Regions from separate parts of the Mus musculus genome. Here region 2 is linked to region 1. Evidence: chromatin contacts called from public promoter capture Hi-C data. All regions are on one chromosome and are shown on one strand. Each heading gives the region's core, a stretch centred on a gene start, on an enhancer-like site or on the middle of the called end of the contact. The rest is flanking DNA. Distances are from core to core; before and after follow the strand shown. Region 1 holds the start of Hmga1 (high mobility group AT-hook 1). Region 2 holds the start of Ddx39b (DEAD box helicase 39b).

Evidence for each region. Promoter capture Hi-C pulls out the DNA fragments that hold promoters and counts their contacts.
Region 2: a promoter capture Hi-C map of pre-B cells shows a contact between it and region 1, with 3 times the contacts expected there. The contact joins the promoter of Ddx39b here to the promoter of Hmga1 in region 1. A contact is called at or near these places in 2 of 39 promoter capture datasets (cranial neural crest and pre-B cells).

Annotation. Positions count from the first base shown.
Region 1 is chr17:27,554,886-27,558,475 of GRCm38.p6, reverse strand. Hmga1 (high mobility group AT-hook 1) reads right to left here and starts at 1,902. Exons shown (of 5, transcript NM_001025427.3): 1 at 1,765-1,902.
Region 2 is chr17:35,240,351-35,243,640 of GRCm38.p6, reverse strand. Ddx39b (DEAD box helicase 39b) reads right to left here and starts at 1,895. Exons shown (of 11, transcript NM_019693.3): 1 at 1,789-1,895; 2 at 191-528. The coding sequence starts at 401. LOC115488830 (a small nucleolar RNA gene) reads right to left here and starts at 963; the gene lies at 887-963.

The DNA of each region.
Region 1 (3,590 bases), core at 653-3,152:
TCTAGCTTGCCTGGAGATCCTGGCCAGTCTCCCGGACACTGTTTTGCCACCTGGTGCCTCCCCAATTCTTGCCGTTAGGGACTCTAAACCACCTGCTCTCCCCAATGCCCCCACTGAATTAAGCTTAGAGTCTCTGTCCAGCGAGGCCAAGGAAAACCTCACCTCTTCCACCTGTTTCTGAGCATCAGGGAGGTCTGGCATGGCCAAGTCACATTTAGGAGTCCAAGCCCCATGTGTCTCTCTTGGGCCTCCAGCCTGTCTCTCACACGGGTGCACACGCTGTGGCTCCTCAACGTTTCAGTAACTATGCAAGAACTACCAGAGGAGTAACATCCCGGCAGGCCTATTGTTAAGGGTCTTAAAGGGTCCCCCTTTAAATATAGAGAGAAGACCCCTCAATAGCCCAAGGTCACACAGCAACTTGGTAAAATGGAGGTTCTTGCGGAATGCTTACAGACCGCCACTTTGTTTACTGAGAAGCAGGTTAAGACCCAGGCGCCCTCTACTCCAGAATGAGGATGCCTTCGCTGGCGTCCCAGCCTGGTGGTTGTAGGCCGGCGCTTCTAGGAGCTAGGACGAGGGGGAGGGGCGCAGAGCCCTTTAGGCGCGGGAAACGGCGCACCCCGACCACATGCACCGCCACGCGGGTGCGCCCGGCCCCACTTCCTGCCAGAGGGGGCACCCAAGCCCGCCTTGGGGGCAGGAAACCTGGTGCGAGTCGCAGGAAGAAAAAAACCCCTTCCTCTCTCCATGAAAACCAAAGCGGGGGGGGGGGCAGAAACGGGGAGTCGAAGGGACTAGTTCTAACAGAACCCAGCAAAGCAGAGGAACCAGTTTGTGGGGGCGGAGGGCAGGCCTGGCCCTGGAGGTTGAAGAGGCGCGGGGCAGGGCCAAAGGTGTGTGTGGGGGTGGGGGGTGAAACCCCGAAACCCAGGCCCTCGCGATCCGGCCTCGTCCACGCACAGTACTACTCTGGGAAAGGCGGAGGAGAGGCCAGAGAGGAATCTCGGGTCGCCGGGCCCCTCCCCCGCACTTCTAGAACTTCCCTGGCTGAGGGGGGCGCGCGCCCACCTCCCGCCGCTGCGCAGCGCGCGCCCCTCCCTGAGGCCGGGCTCGCCGAGCGCGAGGTGCACGGGCGCCGCTGGGTGCACAAGCGGCGCTCGTCGCAGTCGCGCGCCCCCTCCCCCTCCGCGCGCCGTTCCCCGGGGTCTCCGCACCCCACGGTCGCAACCCGGGCACCCTCAACCTGGGGACCGGAGGACGCGGCGCCCCGCGGACACCCACCCCGGCCCCGCCGCCTGCGAGCACAGTGCGGCCTCCCCTTTCCCGCGGCCCGCGCAAGCCCGGGGCCTGGGAATAAAGCGGGCAGCGCGCGCCGCAGGCCCCCCGGGCGCGCCGCGGACACTCACCGCGAGCTCCGCAGGCCGCCGGCGGGGCGCGCTCGGGGCTGCCGGGTGCGGCGTGGCTGGGCTCAGGGCACCGGCCTGGGCTCTGCCGCCACCGCCGCCGGTCGCAAATGCGGATCTGAAACCGGGAGAGGGCAGAGGCGCTGAGACCGCTGCGTGCGCGCCGCCCGGGCCCCCGCCGGGGATGTGTGTCACATCCGAGCTGGGGCGAGGGAACACTGACGGATCCCGCTCCCCTGGAGGATGGCGAGGGGCAGGAAGCTGGGCACGGCCCGTGCGCGGCCTCAATAAATAATAATGTGATTAGATTCTAGACCTACAGGAAAAAAAGAAGCCACCCGAGCGGCGGCGAACTCACGCCTTCTTGGAGCCGCGCCAACACCAGAAATAGCCCCGACTCGGAGTCCCAATTAGAGGAGCGCAGCCCCGGCTCAGGGGAGCTTAAAAAGAGCGACCCAGGGGCAGGGGGGACGGGCCCGCCCGCGCCAGCCGTGTCACCGGGGGGCGGGGCCATGCAAATGAGCCCGGGGATTTAAAAGGGCGGCCGCCCGCCAGCTGCCGCCGCCGCGCGCGGGTAGCTCGCCACTGTGCGCGCGGTTTCCGCGGGCACGCGCGCCGACGGCCCTCGTTTCTCACAGTTCCCGAGCAGCCTGGCGTTGGAGGAACCGGTGACGGCGGCCCTGCTGTTTAAGTGGGGACCCGGGGACACACCTACAGGAGCCCCCCCGTGGACTCCGGCCTCGCGGGGAGGCGCGCGCTGACGCCTGTGCCCTCGGACGTCCACGCGTACCCTAAGGAGCTTCTCGCGGCCCGGACGCCGCCCCCCCCCCCCAGCCCATGTCGAGGGCCTCTCCTTAATTCCCCTCTGCCACCAAGCAGGTGACGGCGTGTGCGTCTCCGGAGGCCTCCAGGCGCGTAAAAAACAAAGTCTTGTGAAACCCAAACGTGAAACTTGGCCAACGCCAACGGTTTAAATCTAGTAACGGCCGCCACCCAGGTGCAGGCTTCAAAGGAGCCGAGCGATTGGCCGCCTCGCCGGGACATCGCGGGGAGGAGCCACGGGTGGCCAGCTGCTTGGTGTTGAGGAAGCACGAGGTCCCTCTGGTGTGATTCCCCGCCCCCGTGACTTACGACTTAAGACAAGGGGCGCCTGGAAGCCCCTTGAGGGCAGGGGTTCGAGTTTCCCGCCTCTGGGCGCCTGGGTCAACAAAAGACTTGTTGCTGGGCCGGAGGAAGCCTAAGTGGGAAGATGGCGGGCGGTGGGGCGCGCCCTGCAGGCCGGGCGCGGGCCCTTGGACGCACCTCCCCACCTCGGTTCCCCGAGTCGGCCTTTCCACACCTCTCGTGATGCAGGGAATCGTAATTCGGGCCCAGTGACACACGACTGTGACTCATAACTCTGTTCCCCTTCCTCCGCGGTCAGCCCTCTCCTCGGGGGGCGCGCGGGCGGTGGAAGGGTACGCGGGGGCCCAGCGTGCGCCCGGCTGGAGGCGGGGTGGGAGCCTTGGGGAGGCGGGCCTCCCAGTTTCAGGAATGCCTCAGGAATGTTTCCGGTGGGGGGTGGGGAGCGCGGCGGGCCCGGCTACCCCCCACCCCCCACCCCCGGGCCGTAGGATGGCGCCCTGGGCGCAGGGCAGCACGTGCTCGGTGGGGGTGGGGCGCAGCGGTCAGGCGCGGGAGGCCACGGCAGGCCGCGGGTCCCGGACCAAGGTCCAGGTGACCCTCAGTTCCAGGGGTGCCCCTGGAGAAGGAGGAAGTCATGGAGGGGCGTTCCCAACGGGTGGAGGGGAGCCTAGGGCGCCGGGGCAGTCTGGGGGAGGAGCGGCTGCCCCTTTGTGTGCAACCGCCGTGGGGGCGGGGCGGGGTGGAAGCGCGCCGCGCCCTCCATCTTTGTGCCCCGCGAGCCGAGTTGGCTGGAGGGGCTCGAAGTTGCTGCGAGCTCTGGGGACCTTCGTAGCGAGGTGTGGCTGAGCAAGCTGCCAACTCCCACCAACGCCAGCCCACATCCTCCCATGGTACAGGTCATTGCCAGCAGCCTAGGCCACTAGGCCCTTGCTGTGGTGTTGAAGGGGGAGAGTTTGGGAATGGCCCCGCGGGCCCTTTTCCTCCGACGTAGTAGTGGCCCCTGGGCGGACACTGCCTCTGACCTGTGTGTACCAGAAAAGGATACCCTTCCTTCCTGGA
Region 2 (3,290 bases), core at 646-3,145, 7.7 Mb before region 1:
GGCACAGAACAAATGGCAGCCCTCTGTTTAACGGAGAACAAAAGCCTCTTCTACAGCTGCCGTCTTGGGTACATTCTCAGAGCTTGGCCTATCCCAAATAAATTCAAATCCTATGACCCTAGACTTGAACCTCCCTTTTCTTGCACCAGAGGTGCTAAATAAGGTCTCTACACCCAACAATAAAATGTACCCTCTGATGGATGCTCAAAGCCACAGTCAACGATGGCCCGGAGCAGCTCTGGCTTGAGTAGAAAATCTCGGAAGCCGGAGCTGTGGATGGAGACGTAGGAGCCCTTGACGTCTTTCTTGGCGGGAGCCTCGGTCCCATCTGCCCCAGCGGCTGTCTCCACCTCGTCGTCTTCGTAGTCCAAGAGCTCATTGTCCACATCGTTCTCTGCCATAATTGGGCCGGCAGGGGGAGAAGGGAGGTCTCTTGAGTTAGGTGTCCCAGAGCAGGTGAGGAAGCAAGGGCCAAAGAGAGGGGTTGAAGAACAGCAAGGGGAAAGACACCAGTTTCCGACAGAAGAGCTGGGAGAGGGGACAACAAAAAAACCGGAAAAACTCATCAGTCACGAATGGACTCGTCACTTCTCGTCGATCCCTACACCCGTCCTATTCTTCCCTAAACTGTGAAACCTTTGTCCCGAAAGAAGAGTTAACAAAGAGACTCATGACATAAGAAACGGGAACACCAGACGGGAGAGACAGAGTGGGCTCCACCGCTAACCAGACTTTGTAACACACACTTCGACAGGCAGGAGCCAACTGGGAGACCGCAGTAAAATGAGCGTGACTAACGACTCACACGAGGGTTGAGACACAAAGGACAAGGGAAGACAGAGACTGCGCTTTCTCCTGCCACCTCACGGTGGTGATCCCCAACGTCAGCCATCAGTCAAGGGTGATAGATAAGGGTCAGCACTGCGCAGAGCGCTCACTTCCCAAATGCAAACATCATGTGGCTGCCGCTATTCTCTTGCTCAGAAACCCCCGAGTGGCCGTCCCAGCGGCGCACACCTGGACCGGGGAACAGAAGCAGGAAGGAGGGTGGTGCGGGGCGGAGGGTGGGAAGTGTATGAATGGCTCCATTTCAAGAAAAAAAAAATTTTTTTGTTTTGAAAAAGATGGGTGTGTGCAGTTCAATGGCAGTGCTTGCTTAGTAACGCGAGAGGCCGCAAGGTTCGGCTCAGCGCTGCCAAAGTTAATTTTAAAAGTCGCACTAAGGAATTAAGGTCACAGCTGAGAACGATGCAGGATTAAGAGTGTGAGCCGGGTGGCCTTAGAAAGGAACGCCTTGCAGTGCTCTCGGAAAAGCTTCCCCAGAAGTGCGCGACACCATCGGCCACGCACAGAGGCAGCCATTCACAGAGAGCTCCAAATAAGGCAGCGAAAGCGGGGTCAAAGGGCTGGACGGGCCCCGGAGCGAGATCTTCCCATCCCTGGGCGAGCAAGAAAAGGCCCGGAGGGGAGATGCGAGGGGCCCCGCCCTCCTCCTGGCGCCGCCTCCGGCCGCCGCGGCCCCGGGTGGGCAGAGGACCCACTGGAACACCCAGGAAGCGCGGAGACACAATGGCGGCCGAGGCCACCATTTTGGATCGTTCCCCCCTTGTCTCCCAGCTCCCCGCCAAGATCTGCTCTCAGAAAGGGGTGAAGACAACAGAACTGGACGCCCGCCTGCGCGCCGGCGGCCACGGCGCCGGCCCGGCACCGGGTATCAGGGACCCGCGCGGCGGGGCGAGCCGCGGGAGAAGCAGATGGCGGTGGATGGTGCACAGGGCCAAAGCTTACCTAAGCACTGCGAGCGTGTATGGCGGCAGCAACGGGGACGGAGGCGGGAAGCTGCCTTCACTTCCGGTTCCAGGCTCGCCCCGGCCTCCCGCCTTCCCGGCCGCCAGGGCGCACGCGCAAGGAGCCGGAAGCAGGCTTTCGCCGCGCGCGCTCCGCGGCTGGCTTTGCAGAACGCCCACTTGAAATGAAGCTTCAGACGACGCCTCCTCCGGTCGCCAGTAGCAAGAGCGCGACAGGAAACTCACGTCTTCCCCCGCAGAGCTCTCCATTTTGTTCTTCTACGCTTATGCAACACCCTCCGACGGTCGGCTCTACTTTAGTTTTGTTTGCCACGCCAGGCTTCTCCCTGGGCACCTCTCTGTGGGCATGGAGGACTCCGCGATCGAATGAGAAGCGTTTCTCACGGGGTCCTTAGCCTCGTAGTCAAGGTGACCCGAGAGCGGCTAACTCGGGCCTCTGCTGGAGGGGAGGGGGACACGTGACCACGCCCATTACAGTCGTGCAGAGAATAGGCAGGATTTACCCAAAATTATATCGAAAGATGGAGGCTTACATTCTGTCTAGGTGCTAAATAAATGGTGGGGTTTGAGGTTATGCACCTTTCCATAATTCTTGCTAACTAGAGCAGCAGAATAATCTCAGTTCCATTATTCAGCCTGGACATCCCCCTCCCCCCATGTGGTATTCCCTTTGAGATGTTACATATAGCAGAAGTGTTGTCCTGTTGCCTTGCTACATAAACACAAGCTCGGGCTTTCCCTATTAAGGACACTTAATATTAATACAAAGTAACACTAAGTATCAGTGTTGCCAACCAGCTGGCTGTGTCCTGCTCAACGCATAAGCTCTCTGGGCTGGGGCTTGGTAGCTTTTGATCCCTCCGCATTTGGCAGCCCTAAGCAGCAGGCCGGCGGGTTTTGTATAAATCAGAGAGGAGTGGGAATTCCTCGGCCCTGGTAACTTATTACGAACTGTAGCTCCAGAAAGTGCGGTACCTGGGCCTTTAGCTTTGAAGCGTTTCCAGGAACTCTCCTAGTGACCTAGTTGGCGGGCTCTTAGCCACTGTCTTCCTGTTACTGGACCTAATGTGACATTGTGGAGGGTAGCATAGTAAGGTTTGTCCCAGCTGACCCAAGTGAGCCAAACTTTCTGCTTTACAGCCAGCAAAGGGTGTTTGCACCAAACACAGCAAACAGCAAACTCGTGCAAATGAAGACTTGTGTTTGCACCAATCATAATATTGTCCCTTTGGCATCAGTGATAACACATCTTCCTGCTACTGGACTATGGGAAGTTCCACCCTCCACTGGGGGAGGAGAGAGAGGACAGAAACAATCCTGGCTGAGCCATTAGCTGTGTGGTTTCCTCAAAGACTTTATAGAAGATTCAAAATGGCCATGCTGACAGTCCTCGTTAAGGTAGCCAGGGCAGGAAGGGATTGTCTTAACAGCTGGCTGTGATTTTAACAATGCTTAAAACCTGGGCCACTGGGGCCACAGCAA